3 separate regions of the Mus musculus genome follow, and regions 1 and 2 are each linked to region 3. A link is a contact called in public HiChIP or PLAC-seq and promoter capture Hi-C data. All regions are on one chromosome and are shown on one strand. The core of a region is the stretch at or near the end of the contact, and the rest is flanking DNA. Distances in the headings are between cores, read along the strand shown. Region 1 holds the start of Kdm4d (lysine (K)-specific demethylase 4D). Region 2 overlaps Mre11a (MRE11A homolog A, double strand break repair nuclease). Region 3 holds the start of Cep295 (centrosomal protein 295).

Region 1 (2,700 bases), core at 179-2,678, 860 kb before region 3:
GCAAGGGAGGAAGTGGGGACCAGTAGAGATGTCAGGGGAAACCTCACAGAGGAAGCAGCACTAAGCTATGCCCTGAAGAACCGAGTTACAGGTGTCTTGGAGGCAGAGGTGAAGAACACAGTCCCAAGTCTTTAAAAACAGATGAATGCATGCCTGAACTTAAGTTGAAAGCCAGCCTGGGCTGCACTGTAAGAGCTTGGCTCAAAACTCAAATGAAACAATGGAATCCTGCCTTGTTGAAAGAAACAGAAATGTCCAGTTGAGTGTATCTTGAGTGTGGTGTGCCTGTGACTAAAGGCAGGCAGGAGGCAGACTGTGTAAGTAAAAGCAAGAGGCTGTTTTATCCTAAGTGTCAAAACCACTACCTGGTAATCTGAAAAAATCACTCTGTTTGTGCAAAACTAGGAAAGTCCCTATGAAAGCAATTACAAATCAAGAGGAAATGACAGTGGCCTGAAGGAGTGTGGTGACAAGCAAAGGAACTTCAGGGTAATTTTCACAATACTGGACAAGAGTGGCAGGTGAACAGGATGTGACGAGGGAAGGAAGAGGGTCTCCATCTTTGGGTTTGAGTCACTAATGTGAAAGCGGTGTCCTTTGTGTGAGGCTCAGGGCAAAAATATGAAGCTTTCACCTTCTACTTGGGGAGCGGGCACATTCGGGAGGGAGTGGGTTCTTTTCTAATTCTCTTTCTTCATTTAAAAGTTCCAAAGGAAGGACAGAAAAGAACGGAAATGTTCAATTTTAGGAGACCCTTCCACTTGAGATAAACTGGAGAACAGAATCCTCTTTACCGAGCATCGGCCGTCCCCAAGATCTCAATGATGGGGCACAAGACAACGTTGGCGAAGCCATCTTAATCCCATCTCGTGCTCCTCCTGGCAGTTAGGCCCACTGCTCCATAAATTGTCACTATCGTAAACGCTCACAAGCATCTCCCCTCACGCTACAACGCTTAATGCATATAGCTATATATCTATATATTTATATATCTTAACAAGCAATGCGACTATAACCCTTGCCTTCAAGGCTAGTGGTTTCGCAGGAATGGTACCTTTGGAAAGCTCGTGGCTGCCCCCGTACTTATTTGCGCCTTCTTCATATCCACTTAAGTGACAACTCTAGTCCCTAGGCTGCGGGGTCTACTGAGGAGCAGGAGCCGTTGGGTCGGTCAGTTGGCAAGCTCTCCTCACATCTCTCTTGCGAGACGCGGACCGGCTCCTGGCGCCTCCGTCCTCGCAGAACCGCAGCGAACGAGTCTGGGAGGGGGTCGGGAAAGGAAAAGACGCAAGAGAGATTAAGTAATTGGTTCGCAAAGGAAAAAAGATGATATTTGGGGTCGACTATGAAGCACCGGTTTCAAACGCCCGCCCCCTAAGCTGCCTTGGCTCCGCCCCTAGGCAACGTCATTCCATCTTTTTCCCGTGTCTTTGCTGATTGGTCACTGCGTCAGCCTGTGAGAGACGGTTTAAAAAAAAAAAAAAAAAAAACACACACACAACTCCGGAATTGCTTCCGGGTGTGGAGTTCGCATCTTCTCCACAGCCATTGGAAGTGCGAAGGTTTTGCTTCCGGGTCTCAACCGAGCCCCTGGTGTAAAAACTGGAAGCTCTGCATTTTGTTTCCGGTCTTGGGCCTGGCGCCCCCGGCGCCGAGATTTCTGGGAGCTAAGGGTCGCATTGGTTCATGAGTGAGTTTCGGAAGGTGCTGCGTAGGACCCCCGCCAGAGTGAGCAGCCGGGCATGGTGGTTTGTGGTTCTTGTGTGGGTGGCACCGGGGAGCCGAGTCGCCGCCGCAGCCCGTGACGATCGTACAGGCCGCGGTGCAGGGATGGTGGTCCGGAGCTGAAGCCGAGCCCGGGGCGGTCACCGGTGCAGCGCCTCAGACACTGAGAAAAGCAAAGGAGGGTGGGATGGGGAGAAACTCCCACTTCACACACGATCTGTGTGAGCAGCTGCTTAAGCTAACGGAGATTTAGTAGCCCTGCAGTTAGGCTGCAATTCTTATTTGACAGCTAAAAATGGCAAAGGTTCTCTTGTAGCCTAGGCTAGCTTCGAACTCCCGATTCTTTTGCTTTCACCTCCCAAGCTCTGGAATCACAGGAGTACCCCCATCATACCCAGTTCAGGATGGGTTCTTGATACTTGGTTGGGTGGAGTTCCGATTTTCTGAGCATCGCGGAAGTTACAGCCTTGATAAATGTTGTGGTAACTGCTTTAGAAGAAAATTGAGTCAACAAGATTCTGGGGTAATGGTTGCCCATGTAAATGTCACTGGGGACTTTAAACAAATTTTAACATAATAAGTTTGACTGTGACTTTAAAAGAAATTTGTTTTTTATTGGGTTCTTTGCTGTAGTGTGAGGTTTCTGGTAGAACAGCAAATCTTGGCCGGACAGTTACATTGTGAGATCCTATAATTAAAAAAAAAAAAAAAAAAGAATAAATTTTTTTTAAAAAAGAATAAAATAAAATCTCAGAGAAGCTAGTGCTAGTGGGATAACATTTTTTTAAGTCATTTATTTTAAAAGCTACACTACACTGTTGTGCAAGATCTGACATCATGTATGGGAATCTCATAATACTATAGAAATGTCGGCATTCCACAAATGACAGAAACGAGCTAGAAGACTTGCCCAGGGCTACCCAGCCAGAACAGAAGCACTAACTCAGATCTTCATAGTAGTTATTTATACTGAAT
Region 2 (2,700 bases), core at 118-2,617, 520 kb before region 3:
TTTCTGCTTGTAAGAACTTGGCTAAAATCCCATTCTTAAATGATGATTAGAGAAAACCCCTCCGTTGTTCATTTCTGCTTCATGATCAGAGGCTGTCAGCCTCTGTGCCACAGCTAGCAGTTGATGGGAAAGCTTACAGACTTGAGTGGCATGTGCTGTAACCATCTCCTAGATCTCCAGAAAGCCAGGCCCTCCTGTGTGGGGGGCACCCAGCACCCTGCTTGTTATCAAGTGTGGATATCAGAGCTTGCTAGAGGACCGTCTACTAGGACCAGAAGGGTCTTATATTTAAATAATTAGTAGAAGGTTTTTGTTAAGAACATTTTGGCTGTTTTGGTTTTGATTTTTATTCATGTTATAGCAGAGATTCAGATCCTGTGCCCATTGGGCAGGACTCATTTTCTTGATGGCTCTGTCAGTAATGACAAGCTCTTTTTCTTTCTCGTATACTTGTCAGGAAGAAAAGGCTAATAGAATTTTTCTGTTTTCTTAAAAATACCGGAAAGCTTTTTTAGGCAAAGCAGCATCTGACCTTGTGGTTAGTTCAGGCTGCCATACTGCAGCAGTACAGCTTCTGCCGGTGTTGGTGCCGGACCTCCTCCACCAGCAGCACACTGGCTTCAGTTGCTGTAAACATCTCTGAGTGGATGATCCCAGAACTGACCGAAACAGCACACTTATATTTTTTTACTTGTTTTAGGAAGGAAATAAATAAAAATGTTATCCCTTCTGAGATAAGATAAATAATCTCATTCCCTGTCCCACACTCTAAAAACTTCTGCTGGTCTTAATTTTATAAGGCAAGTGTGTTCAGTCACTCTGATAAAATCTGAACCCTCTAGCATGACAACATGATGTTCTTCATAGTTGTAGACACCAGTGCTTGGGCTAAACAGTGCCTGTCTGGAACTTGCCAAGTTTTTGAAGCCCAGCACCTGACGGTACCACCAATCACCAAGTGGTTTAAGTTAGAACTATAATTCAGTGCTAATGAGCTGCTTAGAACAAGCTTTGTAACTGATGTGAGCACAGGGTTGTCAGCAGGGAACATTGACAGCACAAGGCCTGGTCCTGTGAGATCCCTTCGGGTAGTTCTCCCCACCCTCCATCTCAATCACATTAAACTTGAAGTGGATTGAATGGAGATGAAGTGAGGGGCTCTGTGAGATGGAGGCTAGTGGGAGGTGGTACTCCCTGACCCACTGAGGTATAGCCAGCATTAGGTGGTGCCTTGTCTGTGTGCCAGTGAGATGATCCTAGGTGAGTGACAGTGAGGTTGGTCACTAAAGTCCCTGAGAGTCTCCTGGAAAGGTTAGTGAGGCTTTTCCTCCATTAAAAAATCTCAGCTAGCCGGGCACGGTGGTGCGCACCTTTAATCCCAGCACTTGGGAGGCAGAGGCAGGCAGATTTCTGAGTTCCAGGACAGCCTGGTCTACAAAGAGAGTTCCAGGACAGCCAGGCCTATACAGAGAAACACTGTCTCGAAAAATAAAAAGCAAAACAAAACAAAAAATCTCAGCTAGAGTATAAAATGATGCTGCTAGCTGCTAGGGGAAGTGAGTCCCTGGCAGTGTGGAAATCTACCATGTGAGCAGCATGCAGTATAACCTGGCAGTATGGGAAGTACAAAGGGGAAATAGTGTTGATTGAAGGTCATTGTGTAATCAGTGTACCACAAAGTTCTCTGGGGTTTGTTTAGACAGATCTGACATTGGTTCTTTGGTGACAGTTTTCAGGCCTGTGAGTGTCAGCTGGATGAAGTCTTGGGACCTGGAACAAGTTGTTCTTTAGTGACAGGTTTCTGAGAGGGAGTGCACAGGTTCGGAAAATAAAGATTATAGGAACGCTGGGCTCAGGAAGTCTTGCAGAGCTGACTTTATGCCAGGCAGGTTTCTTTAGAAGTACATCTTACATGGTGTGTTGTGAGGAAATAGGGCACAGGCAGAAAGTTACCATACAACGGGATGAAGTCCCAGGAAGCTAATCAAGCCATGTTGCACAAGGTACCATGGTAGCTCAAGGGCATCATAGACTGAGCACATAGTGGCCTTGGAACTGATGAATTCAGTCTCTTCAGAGGGAAAAGATAAGTTCTCAGGAACCAAAATCTTAACTCCATCAAGGCCCCAGCCCAGAGCTTGCCAAGTGTGCGTTGTGTGAGGACGACACAGGACTGAGCTCTCTTGTCCTCTCATGGGCCATCTTGAGAAGGCCAGGATTCGGCCTGACTCCCAACAGCCTTCCAGATGATTTTTGAGCGCCCCATTTGCTCTTAAGGATGTGATAGCTCCACGATGAATGGAGACCTTTGTCCTTTAGCTTACCAAAGAGTCCATCTCTGCATCCCGTGAGTACGCGTGGAGAGCGAGCGCACTGTACCTCCAGCTGCTTGCCTGGCAAGCCTCTGAACAGCAAGCAGAGTTTAATTTAGGAGCACGTGAATGTTATCTTTATAAACCTTCAAAGTTGCTGGTGACAGTAACTATAGAAAAGCCATGCCTTAACCTGTGCAGGGAGTCCTCTTGGGCAGGAGCCAGTGGCACGAGCTCGCCATGCCTGAGGAGCATGCATGGCTGCAGTTCAGAGCTCGCACTCTGGTTCTGCTGCTGTATGCACTTAGACGGTTACAGCAGATAATCTCCGCACAGTCTTGTGCAGTGACTGAGAATCTAGTCAGCAAAGCTGTAACTATCCTCCATC
Region 3 (2,700 bases), core at 201-2,700:
CCTTTTTTTTTCTTTTTTTGAGACAGGGTTTCTCTGTATAGCCCTGGCTGTCCTGGAACTCACTCTGTAGACTAGGCTGGCCTCAAACTCAGAAATCCGCCTGCCTCTGCCTCCCGAGTGCTGGGATTAAAGGCGTGCGCCACCATGCCCAGCTTGAAACCATTCCTTTTCACAGAGAATTCTTTATCACAATTGTGGTCAGGACAAGTATGATCTTATTCATCACCTCATCTCTTTTGTCTAAAAAACTGTCTTGCATCTTATAAATAATTCAGCGTGGACTGAACGAGAAAGTGACTAATCCATATACAGTACTACATGGCAGACCCAGTCATGACTTCATCGAAGAACAAATGTCAAACAGTAGTAATTGCTTGAATTGAAAACCTTTTCCGCACTCGGGAGGCAGAGGCAGGTGGATTTCTGAGTTTGAGGCCAGCCTGGTCTACAGAGTGAGTTCCAGGACAGCCAGGGCTACACAGAGAAACCCTGTCTCGGAAAACAAAACAAAACAAAAAAAGCCTTTTCCAATACACTCCACTGAATTCTTAAGAAAATACTCCTGAGGATGGTTGAGGCTCCAAGAGAGGAACATTTTAAGTTGTCCTCCATAGGAGACAAGTATTCCTCCTGCATCTATTAAGTAGAATCCTGTTACCTGGCTTGTTCACTAGTCATTTCTACCCATGTGGACTCTTCAAGTTCTGTGTTTTAAGTGTCCAATAATGATGGACACAGTAGGGCTTATCTTGATAGATTTCCTTCTAAGGATTAGGCAGTATCTGACACACAGTAACCAAAAAATTAATAGATGTGGATGCAAGAGCCATTCATTAGCAAAAGGCAGAAGCCAAGTTTCAAATCCCTTGGGCCTTGTTAACTTTATTCCGTGTAAGGGGGTAATAGCCACCACACGTGGCTGTACTATATGTACGTGTGGCTTAATTACTACCCAACCGCCGAACACATTCTAATGTAAGACTGACGACAACCATTCGCTGCTGTAGGGTTTATTGCCTAGGCTGGTCTTGAACACGAGGCATTTCTCCTGCCTCAGCACTGCCTTGCATGTGCTGGGATTACAGGGTGAACTAACACTCTCGAATGAGACTGCCATTTTTTTCATAGCTTGAGTGTAGGAAGAGTACCAGAAGAGCTACGGGTGGCGGATGCCTCAGAAAGGCCGAGCTCTCTGTAGGGCCGGCCTCGGGGCGGTTTAAAGGGCCGGAAGGTTCGCCAGCCTGCTCGCGGCCAGCCAGAAGAACCCTGGCGGGCCTCCGTCACTCACCTGACAGCGTGTGTGGTCTGGCCTCACGACACACAGGCACCCGCACCCGGCCGGCTACCCAGCAGCCGTTTGGGTACCTGCGGGACAGCCATGACCCGGCTCTCGTCACTTCCGTCATTCAAACGGCCCGCCAATGGCGGGATCGGACGGCGGGAACCAGCTTAGGACCGCCTCCGCAGGGGCCGCCCGGAAGGCCGCGCCGTGCCAAGCCCCCGCCCACCTCCAGCTCGGCGCACGCGCAGCCCCGCCCACGTGCACGCACGCACGCACGCACGCGCAGCTTGCGCAACGGGCCATTATCCCTCTCAACTGTCAGGGTCTTGTCCCACTTGCTCTGTGGTGTTTTGTCGCCGGCAGTCAATCCTGGGTCGGGTTCAGAACATGAAGGAGGATGTGTGGAATCGGCGGAAGACTTGGACCAGGAAGTGCAGTTCACATACTATACTCTGACACCGAGACAACTCAGACTACCTTTATTTATACATCTAGTTTTCCACGTCTCTTTTAAGAACTTCCTATGTTCAACCAAGTGCACACTGTACTTCCTTCTCAGTCGCCACGGTTTCCTGCTAACCCATGAACAGTATCAAGAAAGATGAAATATAGATTGAGCACGTGGCTAATATCTAACCCAGCACATTGATACATAACCAATTGAGGATACAGTACAGAGAGGCGATAAACTACATACCCGAGAAATTCTGATTTAATTATTGACACCTAGCCTGTCCCCTTAGGAAATCTCATTCCTCTAGTGCCCAGGGCAAATTAGTAAACCGAGTCAGTTGCTCATCCTTGCTTGGTGTAACCTCTGAATATTCCTGTTAAGTCTTGGAACCAACAATCCAGAAAGACCTTCTTAAGCTTTTAATACCCATGTAACTATTGTTTGGAACAGCACTGTAGGGCAAATTGTTGGAACTAAGTAACCATAAGGAGAGAACATCTGGATGTTAGCTGGTGTACACAGACTAGGCCCTCTTGTTGACCAACCGCATCATTATTAACAAACACAGGAGTAGTGGTCTATTCCACTTTCATGGCCTCAGAGACAAATAGGAATGAATCACAGTCCAAACTTTCTGATTCTAGAGAAACATCTGTCACAAACAAAGTAAAAGCAAATACTTCCAATAACAAAGTCAAACACACAAATGCAAGGCAAAAGCGAACCAAGCATTCCTTGGGGAAAGGCCAGGAGATTCTGTTCCAATATCCCATAGGTCTTTGCCATGTGGGGACCCAACTCCTCAGGCCTTGCCATAAGGAGATCCATCTGCATTAAACTCATGCACCATTCCCAGCAGAGGCATGTTCACTTGGTCGCAAGTCTGGAAGAAGAGGTGTAGCAAGCACTTTTGGTTCAGTTGCCTGACACCCCTCTGTCATTTGCTGACCTGATGACTGGACAG

The links. HiChIP or PLAC-seq counts read pairs in DNA pulled down with a chosen protein or histone mark. Capture Hi-C pulls out chosen DNA fragments and counts their contacts.
Region 1: a contact with region 3 is called in a promoter capture Hi-C map of liver, with 3 times the contacts expected there. The contact joins the promoter of Kdm4d here to the promoter of Cep295 in region 3. A contact is called at or near these places in 5 of 39 promoter capture datasets (hematopoietic stem and progenitor cells, hippocampal neurons, liver and 2 more), 5 of 484 Hi-C or Micro-C datasets (CD4 T cells, double positive thymocytes, myeloid progenitors and 1 more), 1 of 115 datasets of contacts at active chromatin or transcription factors (memory CD8 T cells) and 2 of 9 other capture datasets (adipose tissue and liver).
Region 2: a contact with region 3 is called in an H3K4me3 HiChIP or PLAC-seq map of bone marrow-derived macrophages, with 3 times the contacts expected there. The contact joins the enhancer-like site here to the promoter of Cep295 in region 3. A contact is called at or near these places in 4 of 39 promoter capture datasets (the C10 cell line, hematopoietic stem and progenitor cells, neural stem cells and 1 more), 1 of 484 Hi-C or Micro-C datasets (embryonic stem cells), 1 of 115 datasets of contacts at active chromatin or transcription factors (bone marrow-derived macrophages) and 1 of 9 other capture datasets (liver).

Annotation. Positions count from the first base shown.
Region 1 is chr9:14,499,054-14,501,753 of GRCm38.p6, forward strand. It overlaps Kdm4d (lysine (K)-specific demethylase 4D), which reads right to left and starts at 1,429. Exons shown (of 2, transcript NM_173433.2): 1 at 1,055-1,429. Cwc15 (CWC15 spliceosome-associated protein) reads left to right here and starts at 1,566. Exons shown (of 7, transcript NM_023153.3): 1 at 1,566-1,728.
Region 2 is chr9:14,833,909-14,836,608 of GRCm38.p6, forward strand. Mre11a (MRE11A homolog A, double strand break repair nuclease) reads left to right here. Exons shown (of 20, transcript NM_018736.3): 20 at 1-2,700. Among named protein-coding and RNA genes, the nearest start is that of Gpr83, 25 kb to the right of the region's middle. Within about 2 kb of position 1,368, at least 43 of the 459 cell types and tissues checked have an H3K27ac peak or open chromatin away from gene starts, as enhancers often do. A contact at or near this core is called in bone marrow-derived macrophages and hematopoietic stem and progenitor cells, where this site is marked.
Region 3 is chr9:15,356,338-15,359,037 of GRCm38.p6, forward strand. Cep295 (centrosomal protein 295) reads right to left here and starts at 1,451. Exons shown (of 27, transcript NM_176976.4): 1 at 1,289-1,451. The coding sequence starts at 1,406.